Linked DNA regions of Mus musculus: regions 2 and 3 are each linked to region 1. The links are chromatin contacts, called in public HiChIP or PLAC-seq maps. All regions are on one chromosome and are shown on one strand. Each heading gives the region's core, a stretch centred on a gene start, on an enhancer-like site or on the middle of the called end of the contact. The rest is flanking DNA. Distances are from core to core; before and after follow the strand shown.

The links. HiChIP or PLAC-seq counts read pairs in DNA pulled down with a chosen protein or histone mark.
Region 2: an H3K4me3 HiChIP or PLAC-seq map of bone marrow-derived macrophages shows a contact between it and region 1, with 3 times the contacts expected there. The contact joins two enhancer-like sites. A contact is called at or near these places in 1 of 115 datasets of contacts at active chromatin or transcription factors (bone marrow-derived macrophages) and 1 of 9 other capture datasets (embryonic stem cells).
Region 3: an H3K4me3 HiChIP or PLAC-seq map of bone marrow-derived macrophages shows a contact between it and region 1, with 4 times the contacts expected there. The contact joins two enhancer-like sites. A contact is called at or near these places in 10 of 39 promoter capture datasets (the 3T3-L1 cell line, the C10 cell line, cranial neural crest and 6 more), 1 of 484 Hi-C or Micro-C datasets (uterus), 4 of 115 datasets of contacts at active chromatin or transcription factors (bone marrow-derived macrophages, heart atrium, large pre-B cells and 1 more) and 1 of 9 other capture datasets (pancreatic islet).

The regions. Positions count from the first base shown.
Region 1 is chr3:65,817,956-65,821,938 of GRCm38.p6, reverse strand. It overlaps Lekr1 (leucine, glutamate and lysine rich 1), which reads right to left. Exons shown (of 13, transcript NM_001166659.1): 12 at 1,846-2,145. Among named protein-coding and RNA genes, the nearest start is that of Gm25755, 48 kb to the right of the region's middle. Within about 2 kb of position 1,513, at least 31 of the 459 cell types and tissues checked have an H3K27ac peak or open chromatin away from gene starts, as enhancers often do. A contact at or near this core is called in bone marrow-derived macrophages, where this site is marked.
Region 2 is chr3:65,548,026-65,552,578 of GRCm38.p6, reverse strand. It overlaps Tiparp (TCDD-inducible poly(ADP-ribose) polymerase), which reads right to left. Exons shown (of 6, transcript NM_178892.5): 5 at 1-43. Among named protein-coding and RNA genes, the nearest start is that of 4931440P22Rik, 21 kb to the right of the region's middle. Within about 2 kb of position 2,663, at least 7 of the 459 cell types and tissues checked have an H3K27ac peak or open chromatin away from gene starts, as enhancers often do. A contact at or near this core is called in bone marrow-derived macrophages, where this site is marked.
Region 3 is chr3:65,379,214-65,383,214 of GRCm38.p6, reverse strand. It overlaps Ssr3 (signal sequence receptor, gamma), which reads left to right. Exons shown (of 5, transcript NM_026155.3): 4 at 92-223; 5 at 1,181-3,558. The coding sequence ends at 1,247. Among named protein-coding and RNA genes, the nearest start is that of Ssr3, 11 kb to the left of the region's middle. Within about 2 kb of position 2,529, at least 23 of the 459 cell types and tissues checked have an H3K27ac peak or open chromatin away from gene starts, as enhancers often do. A contact at or near this core is called in bone marrow-derived macrophages, where this site is marked.

The sequences.
Region 1 (3,983 bases), core at 264-2,763:
CCTGGCCTGAGCTGCTGTCCCTCACAAGCACTGGCTGCCCTCTGGGGCCCCTCCTCCCCAGCCCAGGCTGGCTTGGGTTTACTCTTTTCTGTTTGTTGGTTTTGGTTTTGTTCGCTTTTAGAGTAAAAGTAAGTGATCTTGACTAGGAGATATTATGGGCTAAGCCTGAGGTTGCCCTGAAATTTAGAATCAAAAAGTCTTCCTGGGCCGGGCGGTGGTGGTCCACGCCTTTAATCCCAGCACTTGGGAGTCAGAGTCAGGCAGATTTCTGAGTTCGAGGCCAGCCTGGTCTACAAAGTGAGTTCCAGGACAGCCAGGGCTACACAGAGAGAAACCCTGTCTTAAACAAAATAATAAAAAAAATAAAATAAAATTTAAAAAGTCTTCCTGGAATAGGAATCTTTGTCCCTCTGCGACTCGAGTCTGAGTCCCGCCTCTCTCACTGTGTGAGCCTGTGACACTCTCCAAGCTTGTTTGTTAGCGTCTCACCTGTGACACATAAGTAAGGCTACATCTAAAGGTAGACACTGTTCTTATTTAGCGCTTTGTCTACCCCATACTTCACATTTATCGTGATATAAGCTCTCAGTTTTGGTTGGCAATTTAAATATAGCAAAAACATAGTGTTTATTATTAATAAACAATATTATTGCTAGCACTTTTTATTTGCTTCTTTATTAACGTGCCAATATGGCAGACAGAAATCTTATTTCTCACTAACATTCAAAACCGTCCATTCTTCCTTATATGCTATATCGCTATTATGGGATCAAGTATTACGATCAATTGTTACACTATTTCTAGCATGTTTACCAATTCATCATAAATAAGCCAGAGATAAAAATTTCTCAATAGAAATAAGCCTACTTCACAACAAGAAAACACTACTGATATAACTGTGCATATGTAAGGCAGAAGACGAAAGCATGTAAGTTGCTTTACAAGTCAGGTTGACAGAGCTGTAAAACATGAGACTCAAATTATCTTTACATTGTCCACATTTTTTTGAATGTAAGCAACATGTGCCCTGACGCTTTCTTTGGTGAGGATTTACTATTAAAGCAAGTGAGATCTAATTGGAAGACTTCTAGGTGTGGAGCTTTTAAGGGATTATTTGCTGCACAGAACTGGTTTCTAGAAAGGGCTCAGCCAAAAATGGGACATCAATATCACACCAATCCCCCCAGGGTCCATGGAACATGGTGGAAGAGGGAACAGAAAGAGTCTAAGAAATAGGGTTGGGTATTCTCTAGGACACGACAAGACCCTTGTACTTCTGAACTCTGTAGAGGCTGAGACTGTATATATAAGAGCCACATAGGATCAGGCCAGCCAGGGTCCAGCTTGGAGCAGGAGGGGCACGTGAGCCTCCCACCCCTAGTTGAGAAGCAGTGCTGACAACTGGTAGCTACTAGGGGAAAGACAGTCAGCTTTTCTTTAGGGTGTGGCCCCTGGTAGATGGACCAGGCCCCAGTATATGGCTGCACACTCATGGATACACGGGACTGTTATTAAACAAAACAAAACACTGGACGTCAGGTTGGGAAGAGGGCGTAGGGGGATTCCATAGTTGAGAGAAGGGAAGGGATGTGTATGAATATGACTAACAGAGATACACAGTATGTATGCATGAGATTCTCAAAGAATAAATGATACTTAAGAAGAGAACTGTCCTATGAAGCCAAGGGATGCCTGGGAGCCAGGCTGTGACTCTCTTCTTGACCTCCAACTGCCTGTCACATTTGCATTTGTCTGTCTGTCTGTCTGTCTGCGTACCTGCCTGCCTGCCTGCCTGCCTGCTTTTTAACTGGCCATGGTCCTCACTGGGGGCTCTCTGCTTCCTACCTCTTCCTGTGACTGGCTGAACTGCTGCAGCAGCTGTGTCTGGGCCAGCCTTACTCTTTCCAGCTCGTCTGACTTCTGTTTCATTTCCTTCTTCAACTCTTCGGAAATTGAATCATCACGGCCAGTTTCCTGTTTCAAACGACACTGGAATTCTGCTACCAGATTTTTCAGGTCTTCAATTTCTTTTTTCTTCGATTCAGACTCTTCTGTGTATTGTGCATGGGATTCATGCAGTTTTTCTTGGAGAGAGGCCACTTCCAGCCTCAGGTCCTTTGTAGCATCTGCGATTAGGTCACCTATCTATAAGATAAGTCTCACGTTAGTATACAGACAAGTGTGCTGTTAAGTTTCTTCTAATAAACCAGTGTGCTTGTATCCCATGTCATATATAGGCCTTCAGATAGTTTTAAGTCAACACAGAGTTTTATTTATTTTCCTAAAATGGTATCCTATTAACTACTTGGGCACCTTTGGAAATATTTAAATCTCTGTGATTGAATCCAGCTGCCAAAAGTAACTCAAGTTTTCACAAACAGATGGGAGAGGGCATGGCTGGGCTCTGGAACCTCCAGGTGCCTGACTGGTTTTTGGAGACACAGAAAGAGAACACCACAGTTGTGTCCCATTCACACCAGAACACCAAGTTCGCCTGGGACATATTTTTTCTTTCTTATATATAGATAGATGTACCCCAGACACTAGCTTAGTCTTCTATAGCTGCACTCTCCCACGTCTTGTGATCATAGAAATTCTGTACTGTTCTAAATGTAATGACAGTGGGGTGCCAGTAAATGTTTAAAAATACCCTCCCCTCACCCCCATCTCTCTCAGGTCAACTTTGTATCTAATTTTAACAGTGAAATGCCTTTACCACTATGGCTGATCTGTCACAACTGGTGACTTAGCTGGGATGAGCATTGCAGGCTCTGGAAAGCCAGGACTGGCTACAGAGCATTGGCAATTGAACCACTATGTTGGAAGAAGTATCACATTTGAGTGAACTGAACTGAAAGACAAGTGGCCACTCTGGTGTCATTATGGCGGTTCTAGAAAATGCCAGGACACGGCGCAAAGGTATCGCCTCTCACCTTACACAAGAACATGAGACAATAATTCAGGGGACTTTCTGCCCAAATCATCCCTTTGGAATGGAAAAGACTTTTTCTCCTTAGAAAAGAGAAAATTTATCTTGGTGGCTCATGCCTGAAATCCTAAGCAAGGCAAGAGAGCCACTGTGGGTCTACCGGCAGCCACAGCTTTCTGGGGAGTGACAGATCAGTGTGAGCTATTGGGTTATAAACTGAAAAGGGGAACAAACCATCGGCAAGCAAACAGCAGCAGAACACAAGAGCAGCCTTGCAGAAGCTCATCTAAGGTCCCTCCTTATACTCCAGTAGCAAACGAGCCATGGAAATCTGGAAATGGCACAGAGAGAGCTCCCAGAGCTCGCTGGACCACTGCTTCAAAGCAGTATGCATCTAAAATGTGTTTCAAATGTTAAATTTACATAAGGAATAACTTTGGGAGGAAATCTATTCACCACCATGAGTCATTTCAGAAATTAATATTCTACTATTTTCAACTAATCCAGAAGAAGGAAGAGAGGGTCACTTGGGTCTAAACAATGGTTTCCTTCTACCCCCACCCCCAGCAGAAGTGACAAAGACACAGAGTAAGCTGTCCTTTTGACAGGCGCTTCACAGGGCCACAAAGATATAAGTTTGGATTTTAAAAATAGGAGTCAACATTTAAAAATCAGACTTCACCTAAAAAACTTGAATTTAGACCTTTTTTAAGTAATGGAATTATTTTGTTTGCATTTCTCTGCCCACGAAGTTCCAAACTACTCAGGACAACTGTAGTCATGAGCTGAAGGGAGGAAGGAATGGCCACTCTGGGAGCCTTTGGTGCCAGGAGCTCTGCGGGAAGATGTGAGGACCTGTCCCAGACAGACCAGACCATCAGGGGGGCGGTGGCACCAAGTTCCCAGCATACACTTCATTCTTTTAATAGAAATTCACTTTAGAAATTCACAAATTCAAAGATGAAATCATCAAGAATTTCAGGACAGAACACCTGCAGAGCCCTCTGGGAGTGGCCAGGTACCAAGGGGCTGGACTCTGGGGTGGCTAAACTCT
Region 2 (4,553 bases), core at 1,414-3,913, 270 kb after region 1:
TTCAAGAGGCAGAGAAGCCTGAGTGGGAACCCCACCAAGTGTCCTAAAATGAGAAAAACACTAGGTAAAGCATTCAAAAATTAATACATCTCATATTACATAGTGCTTTGTAGTACTGTCCAACTTTATGACTGAATAGCTTAAATACTTACATACTAATTTTATTTATTTACTTAAGAGAAGCAAAACAAACCCAAGTGTGTAGTGCTTTGTGATGATATCAGCACTCAGTAGATAGAGGCAAGAGAAATACCACCTCAGCCCACCCTGGGAAACTGTCTCAAAATAACAACTCAAAAAACAAACCAAAAGAACCCCATCAAACAAAAACAACAACAGGCTCTTAGAGCAAACACGTTTGCTTATTTCTTGCTTTTTTTCTGAGGAGACAACTCTGAAATGCACTGCTTCAGACCAAATAGTCAAGGAGCAACTTACAAGTATCTTTACTTCTGAATCTTCCTAGAGTCCTCTTTTGTATATACAGTTTAAAAAAGATTTGTCTCAAAGAAACAACGATAATTTACATGCTTCTTTCAGCTGACACTAAGCAGAAAAATTACTATCACTATAGACTATGTAGGATGGGAAATAAGGTACGGGAGGTGTTAAATTGGAACTTCTGGGGTTAAAAATTAAAACCTTTACTTTCTATATAAAAAGTAACAAAAGTCATGAAGCAGGCATTCACTTTCTAATACTAAAATTAAAACAATCACTAAATATTATTCCAGTTTTACAATTTTAGATGTAATTAAGATGAAACTGGGGAGCCTTTAATCCCAGCACTCCGGAGGCAGAGGCAGGTGGATTTCTGAGTTCAAGGCCAGCCTGGTCTACAAAGTGAGTTCCAGGACAGCCAGGGCTACACAGAGAAACCCTGTCTCAAAAAAAAAAAAAAAAAAAAAAAAAAAAAGAAAAGAAACTGGGGGCCTATTAAGGGTAGATGGGCTCAAGTAAAAAAGTGATGACCTATGATACTTAATGCACTGGATTCAATCTCCGGGCCCCTCCCCCAAATAGAGCAGATTCCAGAGGGTGCACAATTCAATCTTTAAATTCAACTTTGTTACTTTCAAAGATGAATTACATAAATAATAGGTTTACTTTTTCCTGTCTGGTTCATATATTTAAATCATACTTTTTAGCTTTTTCAAAACAAGGAAAAGGGAAGAAGCAAAGAATCAGGAAATCCTGACCCTGAGACCTAGTTTCAGTGTCAGGGTATTGTAACACTCGCTCATCAGTACATGGTGGTCACAAGGAAGGAGTAATGCCTGCCAAGTGGATTTGGAAATTGACATTTTCAAAAGAGTTTTGTGACCCAGAGGTTATAGTTGTATATGAACATTCGTCTCTAAAGTACATATCACCGCTGTCATTAGTCGCCCACTGAGCACACACTATATATTTCATTCACAATGTCCCTGCCACACGAACTGCAATATGGTTTGATTATCCCCCTCCTCAAATAAACAAACAGTTCAGAGTAGTTAATGATTCTGTCCTGATATAGCAGACATATTTTAAAATCCAGGCTTATTTCTTTCCACTTCCACATTTCACAATTTACAATAAAATAAAGCTACTAATATGGTAGATCCAGGCTGATTTGTCTGACTCTTAGCACTGTTACTGGTATTGCCACTACTCCTTAGTAAGAAGATGGCTTATTAAGTTAATGCTATAGAAACACAATTGCCCTCTCTAATCCCTGACAGCTTCATGTAAGTAGCTGTGCCTTCAATTCAATGCTCCCCAAAGCCCTTTTGTAAGACAAAGCTCTAAGTGAGTGGACTTAGGACCCCTACCACCCTCATCTGAAATTCAGGGGCAGATTTAAGTAGTCCCTCCGTCTATTACAACAAAAGACTCATATTTCTTGTGTTTTGGATCATTTTCTGAGAGCTGACAAATTCCTTTGGAGACTTGGCACAGGTTTATTTTCCTGTTAAAATGTTTTTCACTGGTATGCTTTTCTAAAGAGACGCTCCACTGCTTTAATCAGTCTCAAAAAACTCTGGCTCTTCTTAAAGTATCATCACTGTTCTGAACAAATTACAGAAGAGCCTCCATTTAGCCCCTAACTCCTACCCTGATTTGCCAAGGTAGGTACTAGCCTACCTGGCTTTCCATTACTGTTAGGGTTTGACATTTCCAACAAGGTAAGACTCTTCCCCAACATTCTACTAAGACTTATTTGTTATTTACATCTGGCATTCAGAATGGGTTTCATTATGTTATAGTTGCCTATGATGGTTCATCTTACAGGATTCAGAATAACACAGGAAATAAACCTTTTTGCATTCTGTAAAGATGTTCCCATGGCTGGTCTGAGTCTCAAGACTGAATAAAAAGAAAGACAGCAAACATTCTTTTCTTTATTTTCTGGCTGTAGATGTAACACGAGCAGCTATCTCACATAGCTTCTATCATAACTTCCCTGCCACGATCAACTGTACCTTAAACCAAGAGCCACAACAGACTGTTCCTTCCTTAAGTTTTGCTTTTGTCAGGTTTTTTGTTAAAGCAACGAGAGAAGTAAATAATTCACATGTATGCCTTTGTACTTTGTTCATTCCGTGTCTGTTTACTGTCCCCCATCCTCCTCCTAGACTTCCTGTTCCACTTTCATGCCTGTCTTACAGATATATTGCTTAATCTGATCCTATAGAAGACAAAACATGCAATAACTGTTTGTGTGACGCTGGCTTATTTCCTTTAATATGAGCTCCAGGACTATCCATTTCCTTTCAAAAGACTTTCTTTTCCTTTGTGGACGAGTAAAACCAAGCATACATATAACACATTTTTCTCTGTTGATGAGCATGTAGGATGATTATTTATTAGTGCAACAATAAGCACAAATATGCAGATATTCTAAATTCCCTACATGGATAACACCGACTCCCACATATACATACTTTCATCAGGCTAATATTCTAACTTTACTGAAACATATACAAAGGCATGTATCATGATGGACTTTTATACTTATACTTGCCATTTTAAAGTATGTATGTATGTGTTCTAAGCAATGTTAAAATGTACCACTATTTTCTGAGAACACTGTTTCTATTCACCTTATAGTATCACAATAGTATACTTGTTTATAGCTTTTCAGATTCCAACCTTATTATCCTTGCCTCCCCTTTACCATTTTGAAATGTTTCCTAAACCAATTTCAGTATTGAAATAAAATTGGATTAATTTTATCCCTCTAGGGAAAGAGTCAAAGAAACTATGTTTGGCATTCTTATAACCATGAGACGGTTACATGAAATAGATATCCTTTCAGCTCTGAGACACAGCCCCTCAAGCCCCTGAATTTGATTTGTTGCTTATGCTACTTCAGCTCAGGTATTCTAGGGATATTAAAGAACAGGATTCCTTTTATCAGTATCAGAAACACTCTTTATACAATGGAATTTGCTGGAATTGTATGACCCACATCTCTTGTTTCCTTTGGTTCTTTGAATTTAATAGTTAAATGGAAAACACGAAGCATTCTCTGTAGCTAAGATCATGACCTGTGAAATCTGCTTTTGGAACCAATGCCCTTTGTTCCTTATCCCTATTAGGAGGGAATGTCCTGTAGCTGTAGACCAGAGAGCAGATAGGATGCTGTATTTAACATTTCACCCTGTCAATTTATTTTGTGCTTTTCTTCTTCAAACATCTCCCTATTCTCACTGATTTGCTGATCTCTCATTTTAGACCTGTATTATCACTGTTTCAGACAGGAAGACTAAAACAATTTTTGAAAAGAAAAAGCAAATAATTATTTTCTTTTGTTGTAATTCTTCATTCTATATCATATTTATGCTTATATTATTTTTATATTTTATACTTTTAAAATGAGTATACGTTTTTTTAAAGGCATAATCTCTTAAAGTATTTCTTTTCACTATTTAAAACTTTTCCAACAATGCAGCATTTGAAAAAGGAATTTTATCCTTCCAAAGGAGCCACATCTTGCTTCTGTTAGCTCAGCATGCCAAGCTGCTGGTCTCACTAATGAGTTCTACTGTCTCATCAGGAGGACAGCATGTTCCTAACTACTGGATGGAGACACTAGCTCCAGCTGTGCGAGTGAAATCCCAGCAATTGCGTTTTTTATTACTTCTAATTAAAGAAAGAAAAACTAAGGTAACAATTTCATTTTCACATATGAACTTGGAAGAAAACACAAGCCAATATATTTCTAAAATTGACCTTATTACAAAATGATTTTGAATTTTAATTCTGAGAGATTCTTCTTATTTTCAAGTTTTGTGTCCTTGTTTTAAGACAGGGTCTTCCTTGGTTTCCCCAACTGGTCTGCAATTTGGTATGTATCCCAGGCTGGCTTAAAACTTGAGGCCTCCTACTTTTATCACCTATCTTGTTTTTATAATGGTCTTATTTAACCCCAGACCTAAATTCTTTAAGAGTTTGCCATGAATGACTCAAAATAAAAACAGTAGGAATATGAAAACTGCATTTTATTTTAAGGATCAGAATGGACCAACTGACACTAAGTTTAGTATCACCTTCAAAACCAAATTCTAATA
Region 3 (4,001 bases), core at 1,280-3,779, 440 kb after region 1:
CAAAGAAAGGTTTGTTTTTTAGTGAATGAGAACCATTTGGTATGTCAAGGTTTTGGTCATGTTTATAAACTTACTTGACTTGTATCTCTAGAATCCTGTGGAAGAAGAATGAAGTTGCTGATTATGAAGCTACAACATTCTCCATCTTCTATAACAACACTCTGTTCCTGGTTCTGGTTATTGTTGCTTCCTTCTTTATACTGAAGAACTTCAACCCCACAGTGTATCCTTTAGAAAGTTTTCCTATAAACAGTAGTTTGTTGTGTTTTTAAGCTATCTGGTATGCTTGTGGAAACAGAAACTTACCAGACTCAGTTAAATAACATTAACTATATGTAGGTGTCTGTGGACTTAGAGCTTAAGAGTTTCTGGCTTGACTTAGTGTTTTTTAAATCTATAAATTGTAGTTTTATGGTAAATAGTGTGTTATAAAGCAATGTTACACTGTCTGACTTCGTCTACCTTCCTGTCTACAAGGAGTCAAAGTCAGAGTAAATGTGCTGTCTTCACTGGTTCTGTCATTTATGCTGGCTTTGGGGGTTAGGTGATAGTCAGGGTAGTTACAAATGCACAGTTTATAATATCTTCATAGTGTTCAAGATGCTTTTAAATTGAACTTTGGCCAAGAGTTATTTGTTTTTTTATTAAAGTAATTTTTTTTTATCAAAGGTATTATCCAGAAAAGCACAGCCAGACTTTTTAATAATCAGAGCTTATGGTGTAATGAAATATCAGACACTTTCCAACTCATCTTTTGGGAATACTGGTGGACCTTGCCAGAGTGCCCCCAACATGGTTTGCTCAGTCTCTAAGTAGCCAGGAACCTTCAGAACCTCCTTGCCTTATAGGCTGACTGGTAGCAGCACGCTGATTGACTAGAGGTTTCCCCTTTACTATTTTGCTTGTCTGCATGCTCTTTGACCAGTTCTTCCATGAGGGTTACATGGAACTAGGATGTGTTCTTTGTTATTATTTGTTTTAAGTTTGTCCCAAGTGTCTTTTCAGTATTGAAGCATATTGCTTGTAGGTATTTTGTCATGTTTATAGCCTCCCATGCTGTAGATTGTGTTTACTGACAGTCCAACTACATCTACATATTTGTGTCAATAAGGAAAAGTCTTATTGTTAAAAACCTAATTTAGGGGGTCTCATTTTTTTTCCTTAACATTAAATCTTACAGAAACTACATTTTGTCCATAAGTGCTTCATCTGGACTCATCGCCCTCTTGTCTACTGGCTCCAAATAGACCATGTAGCTTGGCCCTCTGCCTTTGTATCTCGGGGTGGCCTGTGGTATATGGGAAAGCATCAGGGTGGCCAGGTTGGGAGACACATAAGTTGTTTTTATAGTCTGGAGCTTCAGGGTTTAAAAATGCAGTAGAATGTAATTCAGTGTTTGTTTATTGGCTGTTTTTGACAGATTGCTGAAATTAAATGAATTGAAAGGGAAACTCAGAGTACCAGGGCATTTTATTAAAAGGCAAGGAGTCTTGCAATGTGCTGTAATCACGAGGAGAAAATAACTTGTTTCCTACATCTGTCAGAGGTCATGGTAACCTGGACTGAGCTGTTATTATTTATAATAGGAGGAAGAAGTTAATAACTGGTTCTCTGTGTTCCAAGCACAATATTACAACTTTTCGAACTGTAAATCTTAGAGTGAATCCTCTTCCTAAGGAATTAAACAGAAGCCTCATTTTCTTTTTAACAAGGCTTCAAATTTGTAATTTATAATAACTCAAAGTTAATTGTAAATTACAGGGCCTCTCCAATTTGAGGGAGGGAAACTTGCAGAATCTTTTTTTTTTTTTTTTTAAAAGAAAGGCAGCCAAGGTAGTTACCTAAAAATAGTACCCAGGCCTATGAGTGTTGGCCTGTGAGGCCAAAGCACACACTGTTCAGCTGTATGGCTTTGGCCCTGGGTGGCCGGGAGGTCAGCTTGACCCTGCCATGTTGGTTTGATGTGCGAAGTCACTGGGATCATTGTGTCTATGACCAGGCTTTCGCACCACAGGCAGAATATTAAGTGAGAGAGTATTTCTACTGTGATTATTGACACATGAGAGACCAAAAGAATTTTTGTGAACGTAACCCTGGAATTCTTTGGGCTCTCCAAAGAATTTACAGTGGTTTAAAATGGTTGTCAGCATTTTTCCATGAGGACTTTAATAAACTTAGCCCCGTTTGCTCAAGGTTCCTTTTAATTGTGAAGTGCTGATCACATACATTTTTGGGGGGGTCTAGCAAAGAGTAGCCTCATGTTGTGTGGTCATAACCCCCACCCCCCCATGTCTTTTCCCCACTCATTATGTACAGATTCTGATTTTGTATGCAATGACTTCACAGTTTGCAAAGTGCAGCACTATGATCACTGATTTCATATTCCTATTTGCCGTTCACCACACCCAAGAACTTTCTGTAAAGGGAAATATTACTAATATCTAGTTTCTGCTTGTAAACTTAAGAGGAACATATGACTCTATTTTTAACTTTAAAGATATTTACAAGGAGTAGAGCTGTTTCTGTGCTGGTAGATGTTTCTGTGGTCTGTGCTACTTAGGGAACTCAAGAGGAGTGCACTTGTATAGTCATGTTACTCCTTACTGTCTGCCTGGAGAATCATTTTATCTCCAAGTGTTCAGTTCTTTTCAGTGATACATTGTTACCTGAGTGTCATTTCCAGGTAATGTGGAATGAATGGGGAAATGAGAAGGGATTCAAAGCAAAGTACATTTCAGTAACACATATGAGGTAGGCTGTTTTGTTGTTTTATTTTAATCAGTATTTGGCTGGTAAAATGATAATTTGATAAACCATCATGTTACCAAAGCTAAACCAAACTCCTTCTAAGTGACTGCTGTGAACTTGCCACTAGGTGGCGGTGCCTGTGTAGCTGGGGAGAAAGTCACCACCTTTATCTTTATCTGACAGTATGGTCAGAAGCTCAAGAAATCGGGATGTCAGCCTCAAATTTTTAATTTTAAGTAGTAACCAAAAGTTTGTTGGGAGAGTGATTATGCAGTTTTCTTCTGTCTTGACTGTTTCCTGCGACTGTCTTTGTTTTTAACTCTGAACATGTTCTCTAACTCTGTGCTACCACATTTCTGTGTGTGAAGTCATGCAGCCAGTGTATCAGCCCTTTGTACTTAGAAGTGTGGCCCCTCCTCTCTAGCCTCTTCTCCACCATTGAACATTGCACATAGGATTACGAAGTGTTCAGTAAGACAGTGAAATCTGTGGCAGGCAGAGTTTGTACCATAAAAAGACCCCATACATCACACCAGTAAAATAGGACATTCAGAGTGCTCACATTCTTTCCTTTCTCATATGTGTGATAGGTAGACTCTTAGTGTTAAGAATTTTTATTTCACGATTTACTCATTTATAACTTAATAGAAGTCTTGGATTAAATATACAACTTGTACTGTTTGATATATTGTTTTAATTTGGAAAGGATAATTTGAAGTTAACTGAAATGATGGAAGTGGAATTTATACTCTGCATTTTAAAAAAAGTCTTGTTATTAATAAGTATGATTAAACTTTGTTTTTAAAAATGTGTTTTGTTTTTCTGTAATTCTTTATGTGAACCATAAGAGTATTTATTACACACTTTATATTAGACCTCTTTCCTACACGTGTAAGTGCCCTGTTGAAGTCTCTGGCCAGATGTCTGAGACAGTGACAGGCGTAGCACAGTTACAGGAAGGAACAGTCCGTCCCTGCCCTAGTGTGCTGCTGTGTGCCTGCTGGGCCTTCCTACCAGGCATTATGTTAGGAAGGATTTGTATGAATGTACACGTGTGCATGTATGAAGAATACCAGCATATCGTTTATTTCCCACCTATTTTGAAGTCTTAGGGTAGTTAATAGGAGATTGGGCGGGTCTTTCATTTTATTTAATTTTAATTTTATATTATTGTGCGGGTAGATACTCGGACACATGCACAATAGCTGAGGTAGAGAAAATTGGGGTAGCAGGGCAAGTGTGTCATCATGTAT